Regions from separate parts of the Salvelinus alpinus genome. Here region 2 is linked to region 1. The links are chromatin contacts, called in public Hi-C maps. All regions are on one chromosome and are shown on one strand. The core of a region is the stretch at or near the end of the contact, and the rest is flanking DNA. Distances in the headings are between cores, read along the strand shown.

Region 1 (6,939 bases), core at 1,664-4,163:
CATAAAAAATTGCTCTGCTTTTTTTTTCTCTTAAAAAAGAAATAATTTTAGCCCCTTTTTCTCCCCAATTTCGTGGTATCCAATTGTTAGTAATTACAATCTTGTCTCATGGCTACAACTCCCGTACGGGCTCGGGAGAGACGAAGGTCGAAAGCCATGCGTCCTCCGAAACACAACCCAACCAAGCCGTACTGCTTCTTAACTTAACACAGCGCGCATCCAACCCGGAAGCCAGCCGCACCAATGTGCCGGAGGAAACACCGTGCACCTGGCGACCTTGGTTAGCGCGCACTGCCGCCGGCCCACCACGGGAGTCGCTGGTGCGTGAAGGGACAAGGATATCCCTACCGGCCAAACCCTCCCTAACCCGGACGACGCTAGGCCAATTGTGCTTCGCCCCACGGACCTCGCAAACCCAGAATCTCTGGTGGCACAGCTAGCGCTGCGATGCAGTACCCTAGACCACTGCGCCACCCGGGAGGCCCTATGCTCTGCTTTTTTGACACCACACTCCACAAATCAAGTCATGCAGGGTCTAGTTTTATCTTATCTTGATTATTGACCAGTCATATGGTCAGGTGCTGCAAAGAAAGACCTAGAAAAATTACAGCTGGCCCAGAACAGAGTGGTACATCTTTCTCTTCACTGTTATCAAAGGGCTAATATCAATACTATGCATGCCAGTCTCTCTTGGCTAAAAGTAGAGGAGCAACTGACTGCATCACTTCTTGTTTTTATAAGAAACATTCATGTGTTGAAAATGCCAAATTGATTGCATAGTCAATTTACACACAGCACTGACACCCACACTTACCCCACCAGACATGCCACCAGGTGTCTTTTCACAGTCCCCAAATCCAGAACAAATTCAAGAAAACTTAGACTATTATATAGAGCCATGATTGCATGGAACTCCATCTCAGATTGCTCAAGTGAACAGCAAACCTGGTTTAAAAAAAACAAAACAGATAAAGCAACACCTCACCGCACAACGCCTCTCCCCTATTTGACTTAGGTATTTTGTGTGTATGTACTGATATCTAGGCTGTGTAGGGGAGAATATAATATCTATATAATGCTATGTTTTAAATGTATGTAGTTCTGTCCTTGAGCTATTCTTGTCTCTTAATGTTCTGTATTATTTCATGTTTTGTGTGGATCCCAGGAAGAGTAGCTGCTGCGATCACAATAGCTAATGGGGATCCTAATAAAACACCAAATACCAAATGTAACAACATAGTGTGGTCAAAGACTTATTAACTTAGTTGTAGTCACAATCTGGTTACCTATAAGTACAAACATCGTTATGTTTTGGGGTTATTACATATTTATTAACTTATTTCCGGATATCTTCTAAACTATCCACAATTTACTATTTCTCAACATCATATGTAGGATCTACTCGGTGCTATCTCAGTAGCTAGCTCAAGCTGACTAATGTTAGCCACACCTCATGCTCTTCACAGACATTGTGCTGTGTTATCTAGTGGGAACCCTTTAGCACGGTAGGCTCTGGTGCCTTCTTGACATGGGCTCAAAATGAAAGAGAAATTCATACCTGCTTCTCTAATTGTGTAGTACCTCGTCTGTTCTCCTTTTAGTTTTATAAACTTTTCGCCATGTACTCTGTGAAGTAGGCTTCGGGAGTTTTGTAACTTTTTCCACCTTGGCTTAGTGCTAGAGCACTAGCTGACTGACATCTGGAATCTATCTATTTAGGATTTATTTTCCAGGATTTCCCTGACTCTATCGGCCCGTTGAAGCACCGCCTCCCCCTCGCTTTGGTTGCTAACTCAGCCTGCACTCTTTTAAAAGTTTTAACATCAGATGGGCCCCAGCCATCAATCTGTAAGTCTCTGCTCTCTCTTTGTTTATGTTTTAGTTGTGTATCATTAATTGGGTTCTAGCTGGTCTCCAGTAGTTGGGCTCTAGCTTGACAACAATAACCATGGTGGTTGGCTAGGCTGGTTAAGCTAATAGCTAGGTGGCTAAATAGCCAACGTTAGCTTGCTGGCTAGCTTGCTGGCTGTGATAACTGCATAAAGCTAACATTCTTCGATAACTGGTTAGATGGCGTTCTGTTTTTCCAAAACGTTGGTTTATTTTAATGTAGCTGCAAACTAAGTGTTGATATCACTGAATGAGTCAGCCAGTTGCTAACGTAACATTAGCAGTCTGGTAGGGCTAACATTAGCAAGCTAGTAGGGCTAACGTTAGGAGGCTGGCAATCTTGCAAGTTGATTTGTACGTTTTCGTGCGAAGACAGATTCTCGGGATGTCTCATGGTCTGACAAACACTGCTGTAGCTCGGCCACCTTCCACTGCAGATGCGGAAGGCTGACATATGCTGATGCAGTGGATTGAGACACAGACCAAGCAAAAAACATGATATCTATAGCTTAACTGACAGATTTTGATGGGGATTTCTTTATTCTATTATTTAGATTGAATCACGGGTGGACTCTTAAGGTGTGTTTGTGTGGGGGTAACATGGGCCTTGCCAAAGGTTCTGAGATGCGCATGTGAGTGTGTTTTTCTTTTGTGTAACTGAGTTACATGTTTTAGCTGAGTGGTCAGAGGTCAGTGCTCGTTTGCATCCTAAATGGAACCCTATTCCTTAAGTAGTGTACTACTTTTTATTAAGGCCCATAAGGCTGGCTCTAGTCATAAGTCATGCACTACTTAGGGAATAGGGTGCCTTTTGGGATACATCCCCAGTGTTTGTCGACTGAAGCGTGTGCAACATCATGTTCACTAGAAAATAAATTATTACCACACACCCTTCTCTGGCTCTGCCCTGCTATTGGTGGGGTGAGGAGGGGAAAGAGGCCAGATAGCCAATGGGAGTGGCGATAGGAGGGTGACCCTTATCTCAACCTTATACAGGTAGCTGTCCCACAGACTACAGACCCTTTACTCTGATAAACAGTTGTCAGCAGTGAGCTACAGAGCTGCGTGCCCATTTTCCTGCGTTCCCAGACATTGTGTGTCTCTCTGGGTTTGTCTCTCCTCTGATCCTGCTTAAATTGCCCATAGTGTGACAGGACACAGTGGACAGGATGTCAAACCTGAAGGAGTTGTGTAGCGGCCTGCCTCTGGACCCCATGCCATCCAATCGGGGCCGGGACCCCAGTGTGCCACATGCACCCGTCAGGATGCCCAACCTCACTCCAGAGGAGGAGAGGGTGAGTCCACAGACGTACTGTCACATCTCTGAATGCAGAACGTGTCAACGAGCATTGACGTCATACTCAGGGATTTATCTGCAGATTTAGTATTGCAATACTGAAGTATTTTTGCTTTTAAGGCCTCTCTGTATATCTATGAGTGAAACCATGATGCTTTTAATGTGGTATGTTAGTAGTAAACTAGACCAAAGATGCATATCTTCACAAGATGATTATACATCTACACTGAGTATACCAAACCCGACCCCCTTTTGCCGTCAGAACAGCCTCAATTTGTCGGGGCATGGACTCTATAAGGTGTCGAAAGCATTCCACAGGGATGCTGGCCTATTTTGACTCCAATACTTTGCACAGTTGTGTCCTTTGGGTGGTGGACCATTCTTGATACACACGGGAAACTATTGAGAGTGAAAAACCTAGCAGCATTGCAGTTCTTGACACAAACCAGTGCGCCTGGCACCTACTACCATACCCAGTTCAAAGGCACTTAAATCTTTTGTCTTGCCCATTGACACTCTGAATGGCACACAATCACAATTAAATCAAATCAAATCAAATGTTATTGGTCACATACACATGGTTAGCAGATGTTATTGCGAGTGTAACAAAATGCGTATGCTTCTAGATCCGACGGTGCAGCAGTATCTAACAGGTAATATCTAACAATTCCACAACAAAACATAATACACACAATCTAATAAAGGAATGGGATGAGGATATATAAATATAAAACATGTGGATGAGCAGTGACAGAGCGGCTAAGATGCAATAGATAGTAAATAATAGATAGCGAAGGATGCAGTATACAGTATAAAATGTACATATGAAATGAGTAATGCAAGATATGTAAACATCCTTAAAGTGTCATTATTAAAGTGACTAGTGCTCCATTTATTAAAGTGGCCAATGATATCAAGTCTGTAGGTAGGCAGCCGCCTCTCTGTGCTAGTGGTGGCTGTTTAACAATCTGATAGCCTTGAGATAGAATCTGTTATTCAATCTCTCTGTCCCAACTTTGATCACCTGTACTGACCTCGCCTTCTGGATGGAAGCGGGGTGAACAGGCAGTGGCTTGGGTGGTTATTGTCCTTGATGATATTTTTTGCCTTCCTGTGACATCGGGTGTTGTAGGTGTCCTGGAGGGCAGGTAGTTTACCCCCGATGATCTTTTGTGCAGACCGCACCACCCTCTGGAGAGGCCTACAGTTGTGTTTAATAGTCACAGTGGGTATAACATCTCCAATACATTTCCTTGTAAACTCGCTCACCGAGTCAGCGTATACGTCAATGTTATTGTCTTAGGCTACCCGGAACATATCTCAGGCCACGTGATCGAAGCAATCTTGAAGCCTGGATTCTGATTGGTCAGACCAGTGTTGGATAGACCTAAGCACGGGCGCTTCCTGTTTTAGTTTATGTCTATAGGAGGGAAGCAACAAGATGGAGTCATGGTCAGATTTGCCAAAAGGAGGGCGGGGGAGGGCCTTGTATGCATCGCGGAAGTTAGAGTAGCAGTGGTCAAGTGTGTTACTCACTCGTGTACTGCAATCGATATGCTGATATAATTTAGGTAGCCTTGTTCTCAGATTAGCTTTGTTAAAATCCCCAGCTACAATAAATGCAGCCTCAGGATATATGGTTTCCAGTTTGCCTTTAGTCCAGTGAAGTTCCTTGATGGCCGTCTTGGTATCCACTTGCGGGGGGATATACACGGCTGTGACGATAACCGAGGAGAGTTCTCTTGGGAGATAATACGGTCGGCATTTGATTGTGGGGAATTCTATGTCAGGTGAACAAAAAGACTTGAGTTCTTGTATGTTGTTACGATTATATCATGAAACACTCCCGCCCTTCTTCTTACCAGATAGATGTTTGTTCCTTTCGGCGCAATGCACTGAAAATCCCGTTGGCTGTACGAACTCCGACAGCATGTCCCCAGCTAGCCATGTCTCCGTGAAACAGAGTATGTTACAATCCCGGATATCTCTTTGGAAAGCAACTCTTGCCCTAATTTCGTCGACTTTGTTAACCTCTCTTGGGTACGTGAGACGTTAGCGTCCCACCTCTTCAACAGCCAGTGAAACTGCTGGGCGCAAAATTCAAATACAGAAATACTCATTATAAAAATTCAGAAAACAAAACATATTTTACATACGTTTAAAGATTAACTTCTTGTGAATCCAACCACGTCAGATTTTAAAAATGCTTTACGGCGAAAGCATACCTTACGATTATTTGAGAACATAGCCCAGCAGACAAATCATTACAAACAGTAACCAGCCAAGTAGAAGAGTTACACAAGTCAGAAATAGAGATACAATTAATCCCTTACCTTTGATGATCTTCATATGGTTGCACACTAAAGACATTCATTTACTCAATAAATGTTCCTTTTGTTCGATAAAGTCTCTTTATATCCAAAAACCTCAGTTTTGTTCGCACGTTTTCTTCAGTAATCCACAGGCTGAAACGCAGTCAAATCAGGCAGACAAAAAATCCAAATTGTATCCGTAAAGTTCATAGAAACATGTCAAACGATGTTTATATTCAATCCTCAGGTTGTTTTTAGCCTAAATAATCGATAATATTTCAACCGGACAATAACGTCGTCAATATAAAAGGTAAACAAGAAAGGCACTCTCTCGGTCGCGCACATGAAAAAGCTCTGTGACACTTTAGGGTCCACTCATTCAGACTGCTCTTACTTCCTAATTTTTCAGAATGCAAGCCTGAAACAATTTCTAAAGACTGTTGACATCTAGTGGAAGGCATAGGAACTGCAATTTGAGTCCTAAGTCAATGGATACTGTAATGCCATTGAATAGAAAACTACAACAACAACAAAAAACTACTTCCCGAATGTATTTTTCTCAGGTTTTTGCCTGCCAAATCAGTTCTGTTATACTCACAGACACTATTTTAACAGTTTTGGAAACTTTAGAGTGTTTTCTATCCAAATCTACCAGTTATATGCATATCATATCTTCTGGGCCCGAGAAGCAGGTAGTTTAATTTGGGCATGCTTTTCATCCAAAATTCCGAATGCTGCCCCCTACCCTAGAGAAGTGAACTAAGGACTGGATATTAGAGAGTAATATACTTGGAAGCGGTGGGTGGTGTGCGCGCATCCGAAGATTCACTAGAAGACCGCTCCAGCACCCTCTCCTCCGATGGCATTGTTTTGGGTCGGCCTCTGGAATCAGTTCAAATGCCCTAGGAGGTGCAGACAAGGTTCTGCTTTGGGAAAGTCGTATTCCTGGTCGTAGTGCTGTTTGTGCTGGTAAGTTGACGTCTCTCTGATATACAATAGTTCTTCCCAGCTGTATGCAATAACAGTTAATGTTTTCTGGGCTAACAATGTAAGAAATAATACATAAAAAAACTAAATACTGCACAGTTTCCTAAGGACTTGAAGCGAAGCTGCCATCTCTATCAGCGCCATCTTACAATCCATGTCACAATTGTCTCAAGGCTTAAAAATCTTTATCTTCTTTAACCTTTCTCCTTCCCTTCATCTACACTGATTGAAGTTGATTTATTAACAAGTGACATCAATAAGGGATCATAGCTTTTACCTGGATTCACCTGGTCAGTCTATGTCATGGAAATAGCAGGTGTTCTTAATGTTTTGTATAAATGTACATTTTTGTTGTAGTTTGCTTTTTGCCGCTATAAAAAGGTATTTGCTTGTCTTACCTGATCCAGACAGAGGTAGAGTGATTGTGAATGTAATAAAGATAGGAATTGGCAG
Region 2 (6,939 bases), core at 2,499-4,998, 170 kb before region 1:
TACCAAAAGGGAGTTATCATAATGTTCACAATTTCACAGTATTATTCCAACCTCATACCGTGGAAACATACACTGAGTATACAAAACATCAAGAACACTCTTTCCATGACATAGACTGACCAGGTGAATCCAGGCGGAAGCAATGATCCCTTATTGATGTCACTTGTTAATTCCATTTCAATCAGTACAGATGAAGGGGAGGAGACAGGTTAAAGGATTTTTAAGCCTTGAGACAATTGAGACATGGATTAGGTATGTGTGCCATTCAGTGTGAATGAGCAAGACAAAAAATTTAACTGCCTTTGAACGGGGTATGGTAGTAGGTGCCAGGCGCACCGGTTTGTGTTAAGAACTGCAACGCTGCTGGGTTTTTCACGCTCAACAGTTTGCTGTGTGTATCAAGAATGTTCCGCCACTCAAAGGACGTCCAGCCAATTCGACACAACTGTGGGAAGCATTAGAGTCAACATAGGCCAGCATTCCTGTGGAATGCTTTCGACACCTTGTAGAGTGCAACTCAACATCAGTGTATATAAAACACAAAAAAATCTAGTTTTTGAGTGCACTGGGCCTTTAATGAATTTAGAGATAGAATAAACACTTATGGTTAGAGTCAACACTGGATGAGAATGTAGATGCATAGTGATGCATCTGTGAGCTAAACCACCACCCCCACAACTACCGAAGCTCTCGCCTGTAACAGCATATAGCCTAAGCATGGCAATGCTCCTACGCATGTACCAACCACAGGCTGTGGGAAAAACTAGAAAGGTAGACTGTCAGCAAGGCCATTTTCATTAGAATTTGCCTGTGGAGAGCATGTAGCCTAGAAAAGTAGGTCAGACAGGCCAATTCCACCTAGGCTTGCTTTGTAGGCCTATTGATTTTTTATTTACACCCAACTTACACCCACAATCAAAGAACAGATTTACACAACTGTGTTCCACACTAGCCCATAGTTTTGAAACCACAACCACCTCTAGATATCATATACAGTATATTGCACTGCGGCAGCCTATAGTCTAATTGCTCAGTCTCCAAATTCAAGCAAGCTACTGTAGGGCAGGCAACTATTAAGTTCAGATTCTATTCTTGCTGAGGTGTGCAGCAGTGTGGCGGTTGTGTGACGTAGCTAGCTAGCTGCCTGTCAGAAAAGCGTTTGTTTTTGACCCCAGGAGGTTCTCAGAGGACGACACTGAATTATTCATTAGGCTCCTCGTGGATCTGATTAAGTGCTGAATTAAATTGATTACAAAAAAATTATTAGCTGCCTGCAACATCAGAATAATGAGTCAGGCATTCTGGAGTGGTTCAATGTTGCAGGCAGCAGTGTAGGCTTTCCTTGGCCTGAGATGAGATGAAAAAAACATTTTATATTCTGTATATTGTTTAAAAATATTTGGATTAAATGCGGGTACAATTTGTGTTGAAAAATATGTATATATTTTTTTAAAGCTTATCTTCTCAGCCACATATGTATCAAGATTTATTTATATCTCATAGGTGGTAGGTCAAGTTTAAACAATGTGTGTAGGTATTGGCCTGTGGAGGGCTCAGCCTGGCAGTAGCCAGAGCACCAGGAAGTCCCAGTGCTTCCAAAGGACGAACAGAAAAAGGGCCAGTAGGATGGTGGCGGCCCCCCGATCTTGGGTCTTTATGAGCGGAGTGATGAAGTTGGCTGGGGTGGAGACGAACACCAGCACTACGGCCATGACAGCCAGGATAATGTTGATGAGTTTGCCCAGCAGGGCGCGGGCGTTGGCGTTCTCCACACCCTCCAACTGCACCACCTGCTGCTGCTGCTGCAGCTCCAACTTAGTGATGCGGGTCAGGCATGACTCCACCGCCTCCTGTACAAACACACACATATAACATAATATGTACAAATACAAACACACCAAACATAAAGTTCCAACAGCTTCAGGGGTACTACAGTATAGGCTCTGATCTGCACTCATACTTGAGGAGCCCATTTTGCCATGAGGCTGTGAGAAAGATGAGCAGTTTTATAGCTAATCTCATGCTATTCTACACATTTTGCAATGAGGCTGAGAATTTAGAATTTTTAAAGCTAATTTCCTGCTATTCTACATATTTTGCCACGAGGCTGAGAGAACATTTTGCAGTTTTATAGCTAATTTCCTGTCATTCTAAAAATGTATGACGTGTTCATTTTCTATCTGGACAGGGGGGACCCAACCTCCAAAATATTGCCTTGCGGGAGCTGCGGGGGTGTGTGGTACGTCAGTGTGTTTCAGTACATCTTATACACAGTGCTGTAGTGGTAAAAAAAAATGGTTGGTAACCGCTGATCGTAGTTCGCAGTGAGTAAAGTAATGCTCCCTAAACTTTCATTGCATTTTTCTGTAAAAGGTGGGTAAATATTCAAAATAAAAAAGGTGAATAAAATGCATTTACATGTGTTTACCCTCCACTACACAGCTGCTTATACACAGTGTCTGCCTCTTTACCTGAGAGTCTCGGGTTATCTCATCAGACTGGTAGGCCACTTTCTCCTCCATGCTGGCCAGCTCATGTTTCAGGTTGGACATCTCCTTCTGGTGCAGCTCTGTCAGGTCATTCAGCTGCTCTTCCAGTCGCTCATACCTGTATCTCTCCTCCTGCAGGCACTGGTTCATGTAGGAGTAGTCACTCTGCAGCTGACTCTTCATGTCCTCGATGGCGTCCTCCATGTGGGCCTGGCTGGCCTTGATCTCCTGCAGGCCTACCGGCTGGTTGTCCCAGGAACTGTGATGGTGGTGCCCATCCAGCCTGGCCGGCCCCAGCCCTAACATCCCCCCTTGTCCCCCGGCCCCGGAGCACTCGTCATCACTGCCGTACTTGGGGCTGGAGGCCAAGGTGAAGCTGCCACTCAGGGGTGCGTCGTCTGAATGCCCCTCTACCGTGTCCTCTATGGTGTCTGTGCTGTCGAATTTGTTGCAGATCAAGCTGGAAAACTCTTTTGGCTTAGATACCACAGCAGTATGGGTAAGTTCTGACACCCCTCCTTTGACCCCCTCCACCACACCTCCACCAAAGCCACTGATCCCTGCTCGTACGTTGGCCCCTACATCCTTCAGCCCCTGCTGCATGTCCACCAGCACATCCTTATGCAGCTGGCCTAGACCATGCTATAAGGAGAAGGAGGTAATGTGAAAGGGGAAACGGTGCAAACTCAAAAGAAGACCACTGAGACATGGAGGACCCATCTCTCTCTCTCTCTGTTTCTCTCTCTCTCTCACACACTCACACACTCACTCACTCACTCACACACACACACACACACACACACACACACACACACACACACACACACACACACACACACACACACACACACACACACACACACACACACACACACACACACACACACACACACACACACACACACACACACACACACACACACACACACCTGCTGTAGCTCCTTCAACTTCTTGCGATAATGCTCTAGCTTCTTGTGCAGGTGGGTGATGGTCTGTGCAGACTTCTGGTTCTTCTTCTCAAACACCTGTCTGATACGGAAAGCCTGATGCCTGTTGGCATTGTGGGCCAGCTTGAAGTACTCAGCCACGTTGTCATCTCGTGCCTCCTGTTCTATGCGAATCTGCTCAGTGATCTTCTGCTGCAGCTTCTCCAGAGCAGTGTGTGTTCGTTGCACCTCGACAACCACTGACCCTTCAGCCCCTCTGTCCACAGCTCCCATCTCTGCCACAGCCCCTGCCCCATCTATGCTGATATGAGAGGTGTCAGAGGCACCATGGCTGGCTGAGGGGGGCAGGCCCAACATTGTCACCTCGCTCTAATCCAGCTAAAAGGGCCAGCGGTGGGGAGGCAGGCGTGATAGAGTGCAGGCAAAGAGAGTGGAGTGAGCATAATTTATGCGAGGGCTGCATTAGACGGTAAAATATCTCTTTAAAGCAAAAAAACCATCACAATGACAGATGTGGTGATTTTTTCCTCGCCCAACCTCCAGCCCCGTCTCAGATCTTCAGCATGGCTCATATACAGTAGGCTCCTGACAGAGCTGCCTTTCAACAGGACGATGTGTATAAATACCATTTTAACAGTGCATAAACTACTTAACTAAGAAATCATGATGTACAGTGCATTGATTCTAACCATAATTATATGGACAAAAATCTGTACTATCAATTAATAGATTTCCCCTCCGTTCAATGCTAATTTCAACGAATGAAGTATCCGGTTGATTTTGGGAAAATATGAGTACAACTGTCTTACCTTTAAAGAAAAAATAAATAAATTAGGTACCCATAACTGCATAGTTCAAATTGCCATAGCTTCAAATTGTTTTGTAGACCACTTATGACATCACCAGGTTACAGGATTTTCCTTTTATGGAATAGAATGTATCTGGTAATTACACTGATTATGACACAGGACTGAACAACATCAAAGCCATAGAGAGTTAGGACAACTTTTTTTAGGACAATGTATAGACAAGACGTTCAGTTACATAACATTTTTAAAATATTTACATAGCATTGTTAAAATAATCCCCATTTAATGTTAATAGGAACATAACATGGCTACCATAAAATGTTGTAGTGTTATGTAAATGCATCACAAGGCTCATAGACATTCAGTTTTACCGTATTTTTTAAATAATCCCCATGTACTGTTAATGGAGAGCTACAGTAGCATGGCTGCCATAGAATGTTGAAGTGTTAAGTAAATACACCATAATGCAGAAACTGCATTGGCCCAACTCTTTAAATACATGGCTCTGTACAACATTGGGTATGTTTACATGCATTCTAATGATTTGATATTAAACTGATTATGCAATATTCATGGTAACAGCTCAAGGTCAAAATCGAAGTAAGCATATGCCGATTAATTAAAACACCTGGTTTTCTGAGCTATCTTTCAAATGATTAGAACATGTAATCACCTTAATCGGCGTTCCAGCGGTGTATTTGATCTGCATATTTGCTAGAACCATCCGAGTGAGCCTCCCTCTTTAGCGCGAGTGAAGTGTTTTCAGAACAACTGAATGTATGTGTCTTAGAAGTAGTTTTCACATACAAACTTTATGTCCGAACTCAGAATCAAATATGCTTCCCAAAAATGGTAGAACCATCATTTTGATTGCCGATGTTGTGCATTTATCAGCGTCATCAGGTAGTCTGATTTCTGATGTGTCAATGTAAACAGGATTATTAGAGAAATCACTTTTTCGGTTTTAAACAAACTATTACATTAATAAGACTATCCACAATAAACACATTATTGTGCGCATGTGACCACACTCATTGTTGTTTTAAACCCTCTATCATCCAGAAGGTGAGGTCAGTATCGGTGCATCAAAGCTGGGACCGAGAGACTGAAAAACAGCTTCTATCTCAAGGCCATCAGACTGTTAAACAGTCATCACTAGCACATTAGAGGCTGCTTTCTATAGACATAGACTAGAAATCACTGGCCATTTTAAGTAATGGAACAATAGTCACTTTGATAATGTTTACATATCTTGCATTACTCATCTCATACAGTTGAAGTCGGAGGTTTACATACACTTAGGTTGGAGTCATTGAAACTTGTTTTTCAACCACTCCACAAAATTCTTGTTAACAAACTATAGTTTGGCAAGTTGGTTAGGACATCTACTTTGTGTATGACACAAGTAATTTTTCCAACAATTGTTTACAGACAGATTATTGCACTTATAGTTCACTATATCACAATTCCAGTGGGTCAGAAGTTTACATACACTAATTTGGCTGTGCCTTTAAACAGCTTGGAAAATTCCAGAAAATTATGTCATGACATTAGAAGCTTCTGATAGGCTAATTGACATCATTTGAGTCAATTGGAGGTGTACCTGTGGATGTATTTCAAGGCCTACCTTCAAACTCAGTGCCTCTTTGCTTGACATCAAGTCTGGTTCATCCTTGGGAGCAATTTCTAAACACCTGAAGGTACCACGTTCATCTGTACAAACAATAGTACGCAAGTATTAACACCATGGGACCACGCAGCCATCATACCGCTCAGGAAGGAGACGCGTTCTGTCTCCTAGAGATGAACGTACTTTGGTGCGAAAAGTGCAAATCAATCCCAGAACAACAGCAAAGGACCTTGTGAAGATGCTAGACGAAACAGGTACAAAAGTATCAATATCCACAGTAAAACAAGTCCTATATCGACATAACCTGAAAGGCCGCTCAGCAAGGAAGAAGCCACTGCTCCAAAACTGCCATAAAAAAGTTAGACTACGGTTTCCAACTGCACATGGGGACAAAGATCGTACTTTTTGGAAAAATGTCCTCTGGTCTGATGAAACAAAAATAGAACTGTTTGGCCATAATGACCGTCGTTATGTTTGGTGGAAAAAGGGGGAGGCTTGCAAGCCGAAGAACACCATCCCAACCGTGAAGCACGAGGGGTGGCAGCATCATGTTGCGGGGGTGCTTTGTTTCAGGAGGGACTGGTGCACTTCACAAAATAGAGGACATCATGAGGAAAGAAAAGTATGTGGATATATTGTAGCAACATCTCAAGACATCAGTCAGGAAGTTAAAGCTTGGTCGCAAATGGGTCTTCCAAATGGACAATGACACCAAGCATACTTCCAAAGTTGTTACAAAAAGGCTTAAGGACAAGAAAGTCAAGGTATTGGAGTGACCATCACAAAGCCCTGACCTCAAACCAATAGAAAATGTGTGGGCAGAACTGAAAAAGTGTGTGCGAGCAAGGAGGCCTACAAACCTGACTCAGTTACACCAGCTCTGTCAGGAGGAATGGGCCAGAATTCACCCAACTTATTGTGGGAAGCTTGTGGAAGGCTACCAGAAACGGTTGACCCAAGTTAAACAATTTAAAGTCAATGCTACCAAATACTAATTGAGTGTATGTAAACTTCTGACCCACTGGGAATGTGATGAAAGAAATAAAAGCTGAAATAAATAATTA

What was found. A called contact is a pair of places that touch in the nucleus more often than the background predicts.
Region 2: a contact with region 1 is called in a Hi-C map of muscle, with 3 times the contacts expected there. The contact joins the promoter of LOC139535828 here to the promoter of uroc1 in region 1. A contact is called at or near these places in 2 of 3 Hi-C or Micro-C datasets (muscle and red muscle).

What each region holds. Positions count from the first base shown.
Region 1 is chr12:28,854,768-28,861,706 of SLU_Salpinus.1, reverse strand. uroc1 (urocanate hydratase 1) reads left to right here and starts at 2,913. Exons shown (of 19, transcript XM_071335675.1): 1 at 2,913-3,185. The coding sequence starts at 3,060.
Region 2 is chr12:29,023,866-29,030,804 of SLU_Salpinus.1, reverse strand. It overlaps LOC139535828 (transmembrane and coiled-coil domains protein 2-like), which reads right to left and starts at 3,748. Exons shown (of 3, transcript XM_071335660.1): 1 at 3,419-3,748; 2 at 2,472-3,131; 3 at 1-1,850. The coding sequence starts at 3,709. The coding sequence ends at 1,554.